Regions from separate parts of the Mus musculus genome. Here regions 2 and 3 are each linked to region 1. Evidence: chromatin contacts called from public Hi-C and promoter capture Hi-C data. All regions are on one chromosome and are shown on one strand. The core of a region is the stretch at or near the end of the contact, and the rest is flanking DNA. Distances in the headings are between cores, read along the strand shown.

Evidence for each region. Promoter capture Hi-C pulls out the DNA fragments that hold promoters and counts their contacts. Hi-C and Micro-C count contacts between places; a contact is called where the count stands out from the background.
Region 2: a promoter capture Hi-C map of cranial neural crest shows a contact between it and region 1. The contact joins the enhancer-like site here to the promoter of Cd82 in region 1. A contact is called at or near these places in 5 of 39 promoter capture datasets (3T3-L1-derived adipocytes, cranial neural crest, embryonic stem cells and 2 more), 1 of 15 datasets of contacts at CTCF or cohesin (large pre-B cells), 4 of 115 datasets of contacts at active chromatin or transcription factors (bone marrow-derived macrophages, embryonic basal ganglia, embryonic stem cells and 1 more) and 1 of 9 other capture datasets (adipose tissue).
Region 3: a contact with region 1 is called in a Hi-C map of embryonic fibroblasts, with 2.9 times the contacts expected there. The contact joins the enhancer-like site here to the promoter of Cd82 in region 1. A contact is called at or near these places in 2 of 484 Hi-C or Micro-C datasets (embryonic fibroblasts and muscle stem cells).

What each region holds. Positions count from the first base shown.
Region 1 is chr2:93,460,839-93,464,001 of GRCm38.p6, forward strand. It overlaps Cd82 (CD82 antigen), which reads right to left and starts at 1,664. Exons shown (of 10, transcript NM_007656.5): 1 at 1,492-1,664. All of the region lies in intron 2 of Gm10804 (predicted gene 10804), which reads left to right.
Region 2 is chr2:93,695,066-93,698,228 of GRCm38.p6, forward strand. It overlaps Ext2 (exostosin glycosyltransferase 2), which reads right to left. Exons shown (of 14, transcript NM_010163.3): 14 at 566-1,206. The coding sequence ends at 1,068. Among named protein-coding and RNA genes, the nearest start is that of Gm39883, 25 kb to the right of the region's middle. Within about 2 kb of position 1,451, at least 40 of the 459 cell types and tissues checked have an H3K27ac peak or open chromatin away from gene starts, as enhancers often do.
Region 3 is chr2:93,276,645-93,279,807 of GRCm38.p6, forward strand. The region is part of intron 2 of Tspan18 (tetraspanin 18); the gene reads right to left. Among named protein-coding and RNA genes, the nearest start is that of Gm39882, 20 kb to the left of the region's middle. RefSeq lists an enhancer at 1,244-3,163. Within about 2 kb of position 1,692, at least 77 of the 459 cell types and tissues checked have an H3K27ac peak or open chromatin away from gene starts, as enhancers often do. A contact at or near this core is called in embryonic fibroblasts and muscle stem cells, where this site is marked.

The DNA.
Region 1 (3,163 bases), core at 414-2,913:
TTCCAGAGTACTTTCCAGCTGACTCTACAGCAGGGGCTCATCTCCCACCAAAATGCAAGGATTTCCCATGGGGCACCTTCCATATCTTCTGTGCCCAGCCCTGCTCATGCAGACCATGTGCCCTTCCTACCGTAAACTTGCAGTGAAACAGCCCATACCAGCCACTAAAGCCTCATAGACTACTGGGACTTCCCCTGAGCTAGCCCAAGCTGTGAGAGAAACTTCCCCAGGAGGGAGATGGGTTGGGGAGCCTCATAGCACCTCAGGATGAGGATAATGCTAGGCCCATGGACTCATTAAGCAGTTTTTTTTACAAGGGGGTGGGGGTCGTTTAAATTCAATACCCATCATCTCCAAGCTATGTTAGGGACTCAGGCCCTCCTTTGTCTAGGTAACACATTTCCTGACCCACAAAAGAACAAGATGACGTTGATGGCTGGTGTCAGTTTCTGACTCTGATGAGGTCAGGGATGGGACAGCTGCAGTTACCCACAAGCCTTCCAAACCAAGCCAAACCCCAAAGATGGGTTCATTTCCCAGAAGGAAGACAGCACACCACCTGCTCACTGACATCTCAGGAGCTTTGAAGTGAGGCTTCTGGGCACCCAATGGCCTGTCAGGCATGGTACACATAGTTTCACTTAATTCTTGCTACTACTGTTTGGCCATTGCTCCCCAAGTTACAGATGAGGAAACTAAGGTTTGGAGGGGAGTGGAATCCAATTAGGCTGAATCCCAAAGCCTAAATCCTTGGCACAGCCAGGACCCAGGACACACCCCACCATCAGAAGTGGAGCCCCTTCTGCACAAATACCTAATCCCTGGCACAGCAAGGAGCTCTCTTGGGTTTGGCTAGATTCTGAGCAGGTTTGGAAGGGTTTCCCCTTCTTCTCCCTATGCACCCCAAGAGAGAGTTTCTTCTGCTGCTATCCCTCCAGGCTCCTCTTCCAAACCAGCTCACCTGGAAAAGTTTGGCTAGGTTTCCACTCTTAAGTCCACCCAGTTCAGTGGTGCGCTCAGAACGTGGAAGGAGGAAAAGAACGGAAACTGCCTTGCTTTGGATTTGGAGTTCCTTCCAATAACCCAGGGCAACTTAAATCGTTTCTCTCAGTGACATTTTGCGGAAGTCGCTGAGGTCTAGCTACGCAATCTGAAAGCGAGTGTACTCACACACCACTGTGACTGTCACCTGTTAGCCCTCACATTCCGCTCGGAAGCTCATCTCAATCAACTTCCTCCTTCTGGAACCGGAGGAGATCTGGACTAGGGGCAGGGACAGGCCCGGGGCCACAGGGCTGGTGTGTGGGGCAGCCAGAACTAGGGAGTTCGGGACTCGGAGGTGAACGACCCTTCTCAGCTACTAAGTGCTCCAGCCTGTTACCTGTTGCCAAGCGGGCCCCACGGGCTTGGCGGAATGGGTCCTGCTAGGAAATCCGGACAAAGCTAAGTTTGCTTCCGATTATCCTGTCCCCTCCCCCAGGCTTCTCTTACCTGGTGCCTGGGTTCTGGCTACGCGCTTTAAGTCCCGCGTCTTCAGCTGGCGCCCCAACCCGAGTCTGACTGCGCAGCTTGGCTCTGTCCCTCCGTTTTCCCCCGCCACCCCCTCCCGAAGTCAGTCCAGAAGCTCAACGGCCTTGTCAGGCCACGCCACGCCCCCCAAGACCACGCCCTTGACACGCCCCCTATACAGTTCCCCTCTGGGCCCTGCGGGAGGTAGCACCAGGCTCCGCCCACCACAGCCTCCCGGTTCAATCAAACGGCCACACCCCTTAGCACAACACTGAGCTGGCTACCCTTTGCCAACCCTCCAGCTCTGCCCAGCCCTGCAGCCTGGTTCCAGCTCCAGATTAGAGGCGAGGCCACGTACGCGCCTTGCTCCGCCTGCTTTGGGCCTCCAGGGGATAAGGCCGACCTGGGACCCCAAGTCTGCCGCTCCAGTCTCTTCCAGCCTTGCGGAGTCTCACCCCCTATGGTCTCCCCCATCCTTCCCACTTCCCAACTATGCCGCTGGCGGTCCTCTGAAGCCCTCCTGTTCACCCCTTTGAGTCCATCACTTTCCCCAGGGGCTCACCCTTAGGCCTCCAACTGGGAGGCAACTCCCCGGCTCCGCCCTTCCCGGGGGATTCTCTGCTCCGCCCCGAGCCTGTTCCCCTTAGCAACCTGGCTCAGGGCTATAAGCCTGGGGCCCCGACGCTGGCATTCTAGGACGGGCGTATCCTGGTGCAACCCGGGAATGGCGTGGGAGCGTTCGCGTTCCAAGACCAGGTCTCCGTGTGGAGGCGGCTGGAGCCAAGCACTTTCTGAAAATACTAACAGCTACCAGTGGTTGAACTTTTGCTCAAAGACAGGATGAAAGCCAACAGCTGTTAAAACTCTGCTCTTCAGTCCCTACCACTCCTGGGCTACTTTATTTGTACCCATTTTATTATTTGCACCCATTTTACAGATGCACAGCCCAAGCTTTAGAGAGGGGAAGTCGTGGGCTAGAGTCTAACAGCAGAGTCGTTCGTGAACCATTCCAACGTCTCGAATCATACTTAATACTTGTCCTAGCTTTTCTGGATTTTGGTCCTTGAAGAAGTGGCCCAGGCCAGCCAGCTGTGGTACAGCAGGCTGGTGAAGGGGTGGCAGGAGAGGGCAGAGGGCCTGAGACCTCCATGGCTGGCTTCTTCTTTGAGAAAGTGGTCTGCCAAAGATCTCCAGATGTCTGACACATCACAATGCACTACAGACCATGGATCTGCCTCAGGCAGGTTACCAGGTTAACAAGCAGGGCCATTAACCTGTGAACTGCTGAAGTTCTTTAGCAACACATCTCACTGGCATAGCAGTACAAGCCTCTGAGGGGAGGGTGTGGATGTGCTTGCTTTACCAGTGGGGCGCTGGATGCAAGGCTGCCCAGTGGTTCTCAAAGCTGTTCTCACCCTAGAAGCCCCATCGCTGCCTGGGAACTTGTTAGGTTCATGTTTGGGGTTTGAGGCACCCAGAAACAACTCGGTGGGAAACTGCGGTGGTTTGCTTTCACAAGGGTCCCAGGTAATTCCGAGTCAGCTTTGTGGTTGAGAGCCACTGTTGGGCATAGGGTAGGCTGAGACTCACTCACAGGGCCTAGGTAGACCTAGCATCTGTGTTACCCAGGGCAAAGTAAGTGCCTTTAAGAAGG
Region 2 (3,163 bases), core at 201-2,700, 230 kb after region 1:
CTGTGGCTAATCTTAATATTAGACCCAGATAAATCTGTTTCAAATCTATAACATTTAACATTTGCCAGAGTAGATTTGTTCATCAACTGGGCTTAAAGAGGTATAATTCACACATGTGCAGTATTAGGAAATGCTGAAATGCAATGATTTAAATATACCGGCAACTGCTGTGACATGGTTCCTGCGGAAGTATTAATGTTAGCCAGAACCCCTGGCCATTGTTACAGCTACGGCAAAAGAATAAGGGATCCTGGGCATCCCCTTGGGTGGGGTGAGGGTCACGGTTCTCTGTGCCCTCAGCTCTTATAACATGGTAGGAGCTAGAGGGACCCCGGGGTGGCAATCAGAGGGACACCTATGAAATACCCAGGCTGAGGGAGAAGGACACCCCTGCTGGATCCGACACTCCCATGACACTCATGGGTCCTTCTTACACTTGATGCAAATGGAGCTGGGTCCTCTTGGCTTCATCTTTCTGGATGGTTCTTAGTAGAGAGGTTAGGGGTATATGCACAAAACAAGGAAGGATCCTTGGATAACCAAGAACCAGCATTCTAGACAGAAGAAAACAGTAAAAAATAATTTTAATCATATCAAAAAGCCAAAACAAAGAGTTGATCAGGGACTTTCAGTAGACATCTTGGCAGCCTGTGCTCTGCTGTGGATCTGGGCTCATGACTCAGGTCCCAAGCACAGTTCTGACCCTCAGAGGTATTGGGATCTGTAGCCCATGGCAGGTTTGCTCTCTCCAGAGTCTGCGCATGTGAAATGACTGCAAGGCTCTGCTGTGACTCCTGGGATCTAAAACTGGACAGCTGACTCCTCTAAGGCAGTTGTAGGGCCAGTGAGATGGTGAACTGCACCAGCAAGCCGAGAGTGATGCGCTGGGCTCCAAGTTGCAGCCTGTCCCTGAGGCTTCCTTCCTTTGGCATTTTCACAGAGTCCACGGAGATGGGAGGACAAAGCAGGCTGCGCAGCCAGCTCAACGAGCTCCAGTGTGTTTGGGAAGTCGGACCCAGGCTGGCCTCCCTGGCCCCACCCCGGAGCCCCGGGAGGTGCAGCAAGCTTCATAAGCTGCCAATGTTGGGGAAGCTCTTCAGTTTCTCGGGGAAGTCATCTTTGTAGAGGACAGGGTCCGCTCGGTGCTCCACCACCTTGAGGGGCATCGTTCCGAAGACGGAAGCAAACTTGTTGATGCACTCAGATCTGTGAGGTGAACGAGAGGGGGGGGGGGGGATGAGCAGAACGGAAGTGGTTAGCGACTGCAAGGCAGCAGAGCCCAAAGCAGCCACTATCCACAAGAAACTGAAGGTGCTGAAAGGGCGCCCAGCCCCTCGCTTGGCTCTGCAAAGGGCTGGGATGGCAAGCAAGGTGACCCAAGGCTCCTGACCCAGTCTGAGGGAGAAAGTGAATAGGGGCTGCTGTCTGTCTGCTGGCTGCTGTCTGCAGGTCAGGACTTCTGCCCTTCCCCCTCAAATTCCAGTCATTTTTCCAGCCCTAGCAGGCCTCAAACCTAGGTGGATTAGCTCCAACAACCCTTAACCCTATCTCTGCCAGCCATAGGGAAGGAGGATGATAGAAAGGAGACCGACGCTGCTGGCTAAAGCTGATGACTTAGGAGAAAGGGTCCTGTCCATGCAAGGCAAAGGAACAAAGGGACTGGTGACTCTGAATTTCAAGCAGTGAGCACTTAGCTCCCCAGCACTCACAGATGGCCTGCAAATACCCAGCCATAAGCATGCCTTTCTGACAGCCCCAGCTCACAGAGGGTTTCCTGCGTAACTGGTGTGATTTTCATCACTGCCACACTAGAACCAGGAGCAAGAGCAACTTGGTGACAAGAGCTGGGCACAGCAGAGCAGGTCTTCCTCCTCTTCTCCCTGCCCCCGGCCCTCAAAGCTGAGCCTCTCCTCAGAGGAGAGGGTCAGTCAGGCCAACTGAGTGTGTCAGCAGGGTGACCTGGATGGGTCAGCCCCAGGCCAGAGGGGAAAAGCTCATTTGAAGCTGGGACCCAGAAGGATGGATTTCAGAGGAGCGGTGCCGGCTTAGGCAGCTGGCCCTGATAGCTACAACAAAGGCAAGCAAGGCTGATGAGAGTGGTCACAGGGCAGGGGCTGCTCCAGGACACTCACCGCCACCTCTCTCCAGAGGTGCCATGAGCTGCTTCCAAAAGATGGAGACAGAGAAGAGCTCTGGGCTTGGGAAGGTGGTGGCCTTTGTTAGGTGTCATCGGCTCTCCCTGCCTTCTTACACTTCTGAAAAGCCTGTGCCACAGAACTATGGACCTAATAGACATCAGTGTCAACAGATTACCAACATCACAAAGAGGTAATGGTCGTTACAGGCTCCTCTTAGAACGAGTGCTCACGATAGCCTAGGTGCCTCCTCTGTCCCAATCTCTAGTGGGAAGGCTGAGACACTAAGAAGTTAATGTGCAAAAGCTAAACATAAAATGAAATAAAATAAAATAACATTAAATGGGGCAGAGCCAAACCTAGGGGTTCTAGCTCTTAATACCAAAGACTGAGTGAGAAGACCCAAATTTACTTACTAGCCTAACTGTGTGGCCCAATAGGAGGGGTGAAAGGCTACAACTCCAGAACCTCTGCTCCATGGCAGATAATTCACCTTACATCTTACTGATTTCTTAAAGCTCTCCTCTCCCATTTTTGACTCTCTTGCTCAAGGCCTGAGTTTATATTAGTCTCATATTATAGGTAAGCAAAATACGACTCAGAGACATTAAGTAAGTTCCTCGAGAATGACGGGCTAGCAAGTTGTGGAAGTGGGATTCAAACTCAGGCTGACACTGGCTGCTCTGCTCTCCACCACTCTGGGGCAGCTGGGTCTCGGACTCAGCATGGGGACACCTCGGGGAGACTGGTGGAGGGGTGACCTTTTTTTCCCTCTCTCTAAAATAATCTTACTAACTAGTGGGCTTCCATAAGGCTTTCCATATATCCTTGATTTTGGCTGACTGCCCCACTGCCCCCTTCTCTCGCTGCTTTAACCCTTTAACCCCCAGTATTTCTCCAAGTGTATTCTATGGAATTACCATCCATGGATGGACAATATTACTCACAGAAGATATATGGGCCATTCAGTGAAAACTGCCATACGAGGCATGGGATGTCTTCCTATAACTTAAAGTCAGTAAGGTCTT
Region 3 (3,163 bases), core at 442-2,941, 180 kb before region 1:
GGTTTTACTGCTGTGAACAGACACCATGACCAAGGCAACTCTTATAAGGACAACATTTAATTGGAGCTGGCTTACAGGTTCAGAGGTTCAGTCCATTACCATCAGGGCAGGAACATGCATGGCAGGATCCAGGCAGGCACAGTGCAGGAGGAGCTGAGATTTCTACATCTTCATCACAAGACTGCTAGCAGAAGATTGGATTCCAGGCAGCTAGGATGAGGGTTTTGTATCCCACACCCACAGTGACACACTTACTCTAACAAGGCCACACCTACTCCAACAGGGCCACTACTGCTAAGAGTGCCACTCCCTGGGCCAAGCATATACAAACCATCATGGTAGGCACACTTATATTGGTGTGTGTGTTCACATACACATGGACACACACAGAGACACAAAGAAAGGGGAAAGGAAGAGGGACAGAGACAGACAGAGAGACAAAGACAGAGATGGGGGGACAGGGAGAGAGAAGGACACACACAGGGTGAGGGAACAGGCAGAGACAGATGGAGAGAGAGAGAGAAGGACAGACACACAGAGAAAGAGACAAAGAGAGACAAAGAGAAAGAGATGGAAAGGGGGAGGGAGAGGAGATTGAAGGACACAGAAAGAGACAGAGACAGGAAGGAACAGGGTGAGAGAGAGCTTTCACAATTTAAGACATCTGAGCAAGTTTGAAGTTGTCAAGGCAAAGGCCACAGGTGTTGCTGTGCAGAAGAGATGAATCATGGGAAGAATCCTTGCTTCTTCTGACAGACTGCAGAAAAATATAGCTAACAGCGGCTAATTATGAGTGAAGGCTGAAAACCCCGGGAGAGCATCTTTTTCCCTGTGGTGGGGCTCATCCCTGAACTCTGTATCCAGCAGACACTTACTAATCGTCAGCCAACTACAAATGTTCAGCTTTGTAAAGTACAAGCAGTGGTGTGCAGAAGGGAGTTGTGCTAGATGAAATAGCATCCCCTCAAAATTCTCATCAGCCACAGACTCTCAACATGGCCTTATTTGGAAAACATCTGCTGATGTAGCTAGCAGGATGAGGTCATGCCAGGTCCCACGTCTGTGTCCTTAAAAACAGATGAGGGCACACAGAGGAAGGGCTGTCAGATTAGACAAGGCAGCCTCAGCCTGAAGAACAAATGTCCAGGGTGGCCAGTAACCCCTCTGCAGCCGGGGGAGGCAGGCAGGCAGGCAGGCAGGCGAGACCTCTCTCCTGAGCACTCAGGTCACTTCTCCTGCCCGGTTGTGGGCAACTTTGGGTCTCACAAGTTTGAGATTTTGCACATTTGTGTTGCTTTAAGCTTCCCAGTGAGGGTCCAGTGGTCACAGGAGGTAACTGACAGAGAAGGAAGGTAGATACAAAAATCCAGAGAGACGGAGGGACTGAGTGCAGACCCCAAAACTCATTCCCTTTAGAACTGGGGCATCAGCTTCCTAGCCTACAGCTGCAACTCATCTGGAAAGAACCTGCCACTTCCTGGACTCCCACTGCCAGGCCAGCGCAGCGGGCAGACCTCAGAAGATGCCCAGCTGCCGGCTGCCTTTAGTAGAAACCACTTTCTCTAAATGTCTACCTCATAAAAAGTTATGCAAGTAGCCAGATAGGCTTCCTTGCTTCCAGCCAAGTCCCTCGGAGTTCTCCCTCCTTGACTCTGCAAAGACACCTCTATCTGGGGCTCCTCCTACAGGCTGCCTCCGGTCCACCAGGCAGCCTCACACAGCAGTGACCAGCCCAGCCTCTCTTGATGGCATTTATCCCTGGAGATGCATGGGGGGGGGGGGGGGAAGAAGCATGGCTCCCATCAGGCAGTCCAGTCCAGGACACATCCCACGTGGTGCCACAGGGTGCTCCTCCCAATCCCCTTCCCCAGGGCAGCTGGGCTCCCACTACTAAATGCCGCCCACAAAGAAAAGCCTGTTATTTCTCCATAAACTGATTCTTCTCCTTTTCCCAGGCCCTCTGGGGGCCGGGCCTTGCAGATCACCCCACTTAAACACCCCGTTGTGTTTTTATTGCTCAGACTCCATCCCAGATCATTAGCGGGCAGGGTGGAGGGCCGGTGGGGGAGTGGGGGAGTGAAAAGGTTCTCTTGGTTTCTTCTCTGCTTTCTCCCCCCACCCCTTCCTCCTCAGAAATGCAATCCAGTTGTTGTTTTAGGCTGGGATTTGTAAAAGGCCTTTGGACTTAAAAGAAAAATGTCGATCCAGACCTTAGGGATAAACACACCCCGCTGTAAGCACAAGCACTGAGCTACCACAGGAGCCAAGGAGCCCCAGACCTGGGCCCACGATGAATCACTCACCCTGCCCACTGCTCCCTCACTATCAGTGAAGGAAGGGGCTTCCCCCCCTCGGTCATCCAGCCCCTCCCCCCCCCCCCCCCCCCCCCCCGCTCATTTGACATTCTCCAACTTTCTTTTTTTCTTTTTCCTTTTGGTGCTTTGCAACAGGATCTCGATACATATCCCTGGCCATCCTGGAACTCACTATGTAGACCAGGTTGGCCTCTAACTCACAGTGAACCACCTGTCTCTGCTTCCCGAGTGCTGGGATTAAAGGCTCGTGCTACAATGCTTAGCTGTTCTTCAACTGTTGTTTCTAACATCTGTTGTCCTATCAGTTGTTTCTACTGCTTTTCCTAACATCTCTAAGTGTGGGGCTTAAGACATTTAGGACATGTCTGACCTTGTGCTTTCCAGCCGTCCTGCTGCTGGTTGCATTGCTCCCGACGTCCACCCCAGGGACTCTGTTTTGTGGTAGGACTGTGCCTTCTCATTTCTTCATCTCTTCTTCCTGTGGTCTGTTCCCATCACAGCCAGACCCCCAGGCCATGGGCCCGATTAAGGACTCCTAAGGACTTTGGTAACCTGGCCCTAGCCTGCTTTAGGATTCTACTGTGCCGGCATCCCAACATGGTGCAGAGCTACCATAAGAAAGGAACATCCCTGGGCTGGAACACACTGAGAGCTTCCCACATCCAAGCATGAGCACAAGCCATCCCGTGACCAGAGAAGGCCATCTTCTCTGCCTCAGTCTTTTACGGACACCTCAATAATGATGTTCTTCAACTCTCTTGGAATTCCTGTCCTCTGAAAAACTCGGACTGTCCCTGTGGCTAGCTTCTGGTGCCACCATGGTCTATGGCCCTAATTATTTTTGTACT